2 separate regions of the Mus musculus genome follow, and region 2 is linked to region 1. The links are chromatin contacts, called in public HiChIP or PLAC-seq maps. All regions are on one chromosome and are shown on one strand. Each heading gives the region's core, a stretch centred on a gene start, on an enhancer-like site or on the middle of the called end of the contact. The rest is flanking DNA. Distances are from core to core; before and after follow the strand shown. Region 1 overlaps Thrb (thyroid hormone receptor beta). Region 2 overlaps Thrb (thyroid hormone receptor beta).

Region 1 (3,892 bases), core at 509-3,008:
ACATTGGAGCAAGTTCAGTGGCTTTCAGCTGTAGTTCTGCTCTCCTTGTTGATTCTTAACTAATTCTTCCACAGTATTTTCTCAGTAAAGCCAGGCCCTATTCCAAACGCTTTGAATATGTCTATTCATTTAATCCTCACAACCATCTTAGGAAGCATCTTTAGAGAGGATGCATGACTTTCTCAAAGCCACATGATCAGTTTGTGAAGGGGCTGGGATTTGAGTCTAGACAGGTAACTTTCCAGTTCCTAAGTTTCCACACAACCCTGCTCCTCCAGATAGCCCCTCCTCTCTGATAATTGACTGTGAGCTCTGAGTAGCATCCCTGAAGCTGCAGCCACTCAGTCCTCTCCCCTTTATAGCAGAGGCAGTCCTGTTCTTGTAAACAGTTCTGACGTGTCTCAGAGCTGATATGTATCTGGTGTCTGCTGTGGAGATGTTTGTACTATACAGGAAGGACTGACAGGGCATGAAGTTAGTGTAGGTCACTGGGATATAGGGTGATAAAATCTCTCTTGGGGTGGGGCCTAAGAAATGTGCCAGGGCTTCAGCATGTGGATAGAAAAGTCATGTATGCACATAGTCATGGATCCCTCACACTGTGAGGGGGAGGCTAAACTAAAACAGTCTGTGGTTAAAATTTCCCCACTATGAAAACATGAGGTACATAATTAAAAGAATCAATCTTCAACTGATCCAGCTGTTTTCATTTGCTCACTGAGAGCTTCCAGCAGATTGGAAGAGATAAAGTTTCTTGGGGTGAAGATGGGACTATGACTAAGTTCCCCCAAATGTTTTCTGTCCTTCATTCTTCCCACCTTTGCAGTGTGGCATTCCTCAACATTTCTTATTAAATGAGTAAATAAAATGCACTTACTTTGATGATAAGACCTAGCCTTTTGCACAAACACACACAACACAGGTGTGCTGCTTGTAATCGTCAGACCTAAAACACAGTGCATGAGGATGTTTGAACGTGATGACATAGAAAGTCATCGGGTTTGTGACAGGCTGCATTTAAAAGCAACATTTGTAGGAAAAAAAATGAGATGATCAGTGAAAGCTAAAAAACAAACAAACAAACAAAGAATGGCTGTCCTCACTGTGTGCACTAGGAAAGACTAGCAAGCCTGGGTACGCCTTAAGGGTATTCTTGAGCATTTTAAGTGTTAGTAACTCTTTCTAAAAAGATAGCATGATGCTGATGTTTTGTAGGTGTTGTTGCCCATGTCCTTTGGGCTAAATGAGTAATGGTGTACCTGTGGGTATTTGTAAATGCTCACAGAATGGTCAGCAGGTCCCAAGGTACTTTCTGGGCCCCTGGGAGACACTGTCCACAAGGGACAATGTCCAAATCAAATACTTCTTTCTGATCAGAGTGAAAATTCTCCAGGCCATCATATTTCATTTAAAGCTCACTTCATGGCACAGTAACATAATGGCCTATGCCTCAAAAACTCAGGTGTCAATGGGGTTGTGAAGAGAGTATTTTCTGAGAAAGGAGACGCTATGAAAAGAAGCAATTGCCCCTCCTCTTACAGCTTTTGTAGCGTGCACATTGTTTAGAAGTCTTATATTCTTTAGTTCTGTCAAGGTTTAGATCATCCCCCTGGCAGGCTACCTGCACCCTCACATGCCAGTGTCCCCTGCCTTCAGGAGTCAGGGCAAACTATTCTGTGTCAGCAGCAGCACCACATACTCACTGGGACTGCCTGGTCCACTGCACAGGACAAGCAGGGAACTGGGTCTGTCACCCTTTCACGGTGACACAACCACATTCATGGTATGTGATGGAGGTGGACCTTGTCCTTGCAAGATTCAAGAGTACATTAGACTGCCAAGAGAGGTTGGGACCTGGAGCCTGAGTTCTGTGTGCTTCCCAACCCCCAACCTGGTTGCATCTTTCTCTTTTCTTTTCTTTTCTTTTCTTTTCTTTTCTTTTCTTTTCTTTTCTTTTCTTTTCTCTTCTCTTCTCTTCTCTTCTCTTCTCTTCCCTTCCCTTCCCTCCCCTCTCCTCCCCTCCCCTCCCCTCCCCTCCCCTCCCCTTCTCTTTTCTTTTCTTCTTTTTTTTTTTTTTTTTTTTTTTTTAATTTTTGAGACAATGTTTCTCTGTATATCCCTGGCTGTTCTGGAACTCACTCTGTAGACCAGGCTGGCCTCGAACTCAGAAATCTGCCTGCCTCTGCCTCCCGAGTGCTGGGATTAAAGGCGTGTGCCACCATGCCCGGCTTGGTTGCATCTTTCCATGACACTCCAAAGGAAGCAGTGCCCTGGTTGGCAACATTTCTAAGGAGGAATCTTGGGATCTGAATTGCTCAGTAGTGCAATTCAAAGGGCTTTTCCACCTGGCAGTGTTCTTAAGAAAACCACTTGACTTGGCTCCATTATTTCAGAACTCTGGCAGAAGGTTAGGTTGTAGCTCAGTAGTAGAGTATTTGCCTAATATGTGGGAGGTTCTTGGTATGATCCCAGCAAGGCATAACAACAAGTCAAACAAAACAGAACCAGGGAAGGTGTTCATCTGGTTTGTTAGGGTCATATAGTGAGACCTAATTGAAAGTATATTGTACAATTTATGAGCCAATTTTACACCGATCCTTTAGACTGTTTTTATAATCTTTTTCAATTGATTCTTAGTAGTCAAAGAAATAAATACTTATCATTAAATAATATTGATTATAAAGAAAGTGTTGAAAACTAAATTCCACACCACAGTGACACTCATGTGACACCCCATGCCTTTTCTGTACTAGCTTGATTTAAACATTAAATAGTTTTTGCAGTATATCACCCATGCCATTACAGGAAGACAGACTAGAAAGAGACATAGAGACATTTAGTCAAATGCTGTTGAACCCCAAGAACAACACTTGGGAGCTCAAACAGGATGCATCCTGCCCAAGGCCTTCATTGTAATATGCAACCCTGTGATCACATCTCACCCATATCTTGCCTGGGGCCATTCTGCTGCCAGGCTTTTAACTCCTCCTTTTTACACCTTCATTACTACTGTATTCACAAAAGCAATAATTGCTCTTTGTAGAAATTTACTGGTTACCTTGCTAACCACCTTTGAAATACTAAGGAATTTCTTTCCAGGCTCCCTCTGCAACCGCCCACACACACACACACACACACACACACACACAATGGAAGAAAAATAGTACTAGGCTTTCTATCATTTTGTAGGGTGGTTGTTTTTATTTTGTTGTTGTTTTGTTTTTTAACCTAACACCTGATAACATTTAATTACATGTCATTGAACACTATTTTTCTAAAATTGTTTTTCCATTGTTGCATGGCAAGAGAAGCTGTATCAGAGAATCTTAAATAATATTGATTATAAAGAAAGTGTTGAAAACTAAATTCTACACCACAGTGACACTCATGTGACTTAAAGTCCCTTTATCAGCCATTTGCTATGGTATCCAGTTTTTAACACTGGTATCTTCTTAAATACAAAGTCTTACTAGTCTCATGCTTGCCCCCAGGATATCATTCTTTTACAATTTTGAAATTCTTGGAAGAACATAGGATCTTTGAAACCAAATGGGACTTCATTTATATTAATTTAGACATTCTATAGTTAAAGTAAATAAAATCAGACCACTATAGAGGGTGAATCTATTCATTTGACTTGGCCAAAGATAGCTTAATCATTAACATAATTAGCTACAAATTTTTTTATTAGCCACCTGCAAAAAGTGTTTAGAACAATCTACTATAGCCTGGTATAGAAAGCCTTCCCTGTCAGAGCACATTTTACAATACTAATAAAACAATAACAGTAACACTAATAAAATACTACACAACGTCCATAGAGACTCGCCCAGCTGTTTGCCAAGCACCTGGTGCACATTGCACCTAGCCATCAAAACAGTGTAGTGAGAGT
Region 2 (3,892 bases), core at 619-3,118, 180 kb after region 1:
AGTTCAGGGTGTCTCTGTCATATACTAACTTAGAATCCTTTGGGTATACATCTAGGAATGGTATACCCATAACCACTCTAAATTTTAAAAACCCAATTACTATGTATTTCCTTTTTTCATTTAGCATTGCCATAGATGACAAAAGCTAACAGACATCACAATTCTAAATGATGCAACTGTCTAGTCTTTGCAGGACATTGACTCATAAAAACATCATGTCCTGTCTCAACAGTGAGAAGGTGTTTATAGCTGTTTCTAACAGCTACCCAACTAGGCATATGATAAACGTATATATCCTATGACCAGTGATGACAGGGACTCTGGCTGGGTTTGCTTACGGGTCAGTGGCTAATTAGGAACAAACTAGGTAGCTCTGTCACCATGATTGGGAGTGCTTGTGTGCTGAGGATGGCTGCATATGGGCAATGGTGTTTACTAGAACAATGAAAATACTGTAGCATCACATTTTACTCCTCCTCCTCCTCCTCCTCTTTCTGTTCCTCCTCCGCCGCCGCCCCCCTCCTCCTCTTCTTCCTCCAAACTAGTCCAGGCATGCTGTCATGGTACAGGCTGAGGAGCAATGCCCTGTGCCAGTAGCACTTTTAAGACTTAGGATTGAATCATGTCTGCCAACAACCAAAGCATTCCTGTGGCTGAGCTAGGACTCAGAGCAAAGATCCATACCAGAGGGCATGAACATGGGAAGTTGCAAATCTTACTGGTCCCTCCTCCCACCTCAGCACTTGTCAGAGGTCCCAATGAGTTTAGTGGGTAAGAAATATTGACATAACTGATGTAGCCAAAACCAAGATTCTGTTTTTATGATGATATGACTGAATATCTATGAAAGTCAAAGGGCTCTAGTAAAAACCTGTCATCATCAATAAGGATTTGTAACAATAAGGATATGCCACATCAATAAGGATATGTCACATCAATAAAGATATGGTATATATGTATCATATATATTACCTGTATAATATGCAAGGTGGTTAAATTTTAAAAAACAAATAAGTAAATAAATGTAGAAAATAAGTATATTTTGTACTACAATCAATTGCTTAAAATTATCTATTAAATACTAACTGTATGCCACAAGATAGTCCTGAGCAAATGAAACAGAGTTCTTTTCCTCGTGGAGATCATCCTTGAGCTGGGAATGTGGAAAATAAACTACTCATGAGGTAATGAGAGCTATGAGAAATCTGCTTTCCCAAATGAAATCACAGATTTGGGGATTGAGCCATGAACATGACTTTTATAAATACTGTGACGTTCAATATCCTATAAAATCAGTAACCATTTTAAAAGAGTGATAATGAGTGAGTACTGGGGAATTATTGGGGAAAGTACTCCTGGTCCAGCTGTGTTATAGATATCATAAGATCTGAGAAATACATGGAAAGTATTATACCATTCAGTACATGTGGTTTCTCCAGAGTAGGAAGTGGTGGACCTTCGAGGTGCATCTACCCTGCTGCACACACTCTGGGAATACAGGGAAGCAGCAGTGGGCAATGTTCCACCCTGGTTATCCTTGACATGCCCACGCTGCCCAAATTTGCACAGAGTTCTGGTAGATCCTGCCAGAACTGGCCTCTACGGGCTTAAGTAGAAGGTCTTGAGAAATAAAACCCCTGTGATAGTGTATTCATTTGTCCTTCATTCTCCAAGTAGCCAAACATTATCACTAGCCTCTCTGGTAGCCATTGCTCAACATCAAGTGAGCAGAACCCACAAGCTAGTCTCTCAAGTTCTTTGTGTGGTGAGTGTATGCTAAATTCCAGGAGTCCTGAAAGGTTCTGCCTCAAAGCCTGGGGCACAGTGGGGTAGTGACCTGTCACTCAGCTGGATACAGCCAGAGATGTAATCGGTTGTTTTCATAGTCATTGCTTAATCAGTGAGAAGACATCAGTGCTGGAGCTCAGAGGCAGCGTGGGCATGTCGTTGGTAACCAGAATGGTACACTGCCCACTGCTGCTTCCCTACATTCCCAGGGTGTGTGCAGCAGAGGAGATGCACCTCGAAGCTCCACCACTTCCTATTCTAGAAAAACCACATGCACTGAATGGTATAAAATCTGGCATGTTTACTTATGGGGACTTAAAGGTGGACTTAAGCAGAAACACAAGGCATTCTGGGAGTTCTGTTAAGAACTTGGGTGTTCTTACTCATGGTAAGTCTCCAGATGCCCCAACTTCAGTAAGTGCTAAGAAGAAACTTTGTCTCTTTGATCATCGGAATTATATAAGCAGTAGAAGTGTGGTAATTACTCCTGGGACTCTCAGCAAGCCAAGTGAGTTGAGGGTGAGTTCCAAAAGCTGTTTGCAGATGGTGTGGGGTACCTGTACCAAATCCAGGATGCTCACATAAAGCTCACAGTTAATTTCTTGGAAAGCATCCTCAGCTCAAATGATTGAACCCACTTGCTCCAAGCAGAGCTGAGACAAACTCTGGATTCTGTCCTTCTGTCTCTCCCCAACTCCACTCTCTCTCCCTCACATGTGCGAGTATGTTTCTAAAGACATAAATTCAACCTGCTCACTCTCTAATGTTATTTGTACATATATGTTTTTTTAAAACATCTGCAATATAACCATACCTAGGGCTCAGGATTATTGAGGAAAAGATGTGGAAACATTTTAAGAGCCATAAGAATAAGCATTTGTTGTGAGATTTCTCTTAGAAATGTCACAAGCTCCACTCATAAACTCTCATCTTTGTAAAGGTCCCTCGGGCCCACTGCAGAGCTCTGGGTTTCTTCTATCAGTTCTTCTACAGCAAGCACAAGTCACCTCTCCTCAGAAACGAAAAAGTGCATAGAGAGCCCAAAGTATTTCTGGAATAGATTTTTAAAGAAACAACCGATTTCCATAAGCACGCTTTAAAGACATTACCATGCTGACTTGTAGAGCTGTGTGGAAGATTAAATTCTCAACTGGTTATAAATGTGAGAAGAGTGCTTGCTTTGAGGCAGAGGACAGATGGCCTTCATGACTCCATCTTTATATTTATATTTACATTTATATTTATATTCATATTTATATTTATATTTATTCTCTCCTCTTTATAGTGTATGAGGTAGACACCTGTCTGAACCATTGTGACAAGGCATGAGGTCTATGTCAGACAGCTCTTGAAACTTGTACCCAATAACTACCAGTGTATGACTTTCTGGGACATGTTTTCTCTTGACCTCATTTTCTTATTTACAATGACCATAAATAAGAGTGACATAGGATGTCATAGGCCATTTAGTCTCAAATATTATTGGCCTCTTAATTATTTTTCAGTAATTACTTGTATTAAACCAGGCCAGTTTTACTGCATTTGCATGGTATTCAAACACATAAAAAAAAAAATTAAAAGCTGTTTGTGTGGTTTCCTGAGGGTAAAGGTAATTCCTGGGGGTAGGGTAGGGTAGCTTCTGGAGAATGATAAACTTCAGATTTTTTTAACTAGGTGCTGGTCAATCTAGGTACATGTTTATAAGGGTGGTAGACTTTAATACAAAGCATAAAGTCTTTTCTGAGACACTGTCACCATGTGTAGCCCAGGCTGGCCTGGAACTCACCTTGGCTAGTCTGAAGCTTGCCGTCCTCCTGCCTCAGCCTCTTTCATGATGGAATCTGACTGGGATGCCAGGCCCAGCTGCTGGAAATTCTTAATAAAGCATGTTCTTTTATGTTTTCATAGTTCTTTTGCACACTGCCAGCCACAGAGATCCGATGCTTTGGGACCGATATGTTCAATAAAAAGTGAATATCAAGCTGACCTTAGGGCTTTTTAAAAGTAAGAGTAATGCGTCTGCACCTACATCTTCCAAGACTCAGCAAGTCTGAGGTGCAGATCCGAAGTGTGTGTGTGTGTGTGTGTGTGTGTGTGTGTGTGT

The links. HiChIP or PLAC-seq counts read pairs in DNA pulled down with a chosen protein or histone mark.
Region 2: a contact with region 1 is called in an H3K27ac HiChIP or PLAC-seq map of hepatocytes, with 4 times the contacts expected there. The contact joins two enhancer-like sites. A contact is called at or near these places in 2 of 115 datasets of contacts at active chromatin or transcription factors (embryonic stem cells and hepatocytes) and 1 of 9 other capture datasets (embryonic stem cells).

The regions. Positions count from the first base shown.
Region 1 is chr14:17,683,318-17,687,209 of GRCm38.p6, forward strand. The region is part of intron 1 of Thrb (thyroid hormone receptor beta); the gene reads left to right. Among named protein-coding and RNA genes, the nearest start is that of Thrb, 24 kb to the left of the region's middle. Within about 2 kb of position 1,759, at least 5 of the 459 cell types and tissues checked have an H3K27ac peak or open chromatin away from gene starts, as enhancers often do. A contact at or near this core is called in hepatocytes, where this site is marked.
Region 2 is chr14:17,862,228-17,866,119 of GRCm38.p6, forward strand. All of the region lies in intron 2 of Thrb (thyroid hormone receptor beta), which reads left to right. Among named protein-coding and RNA genes, the nearest start is that of Thrb, 200 kb to the left of the region's middle. Within about 2 kb of position 1,869, at least 11 of the 459 cell types and tissues checked have an H3K27ac peak or open chromatin away from gene starts, as enhancers often do. A contact at or near this core is called in hepatocytes, where this site is marked.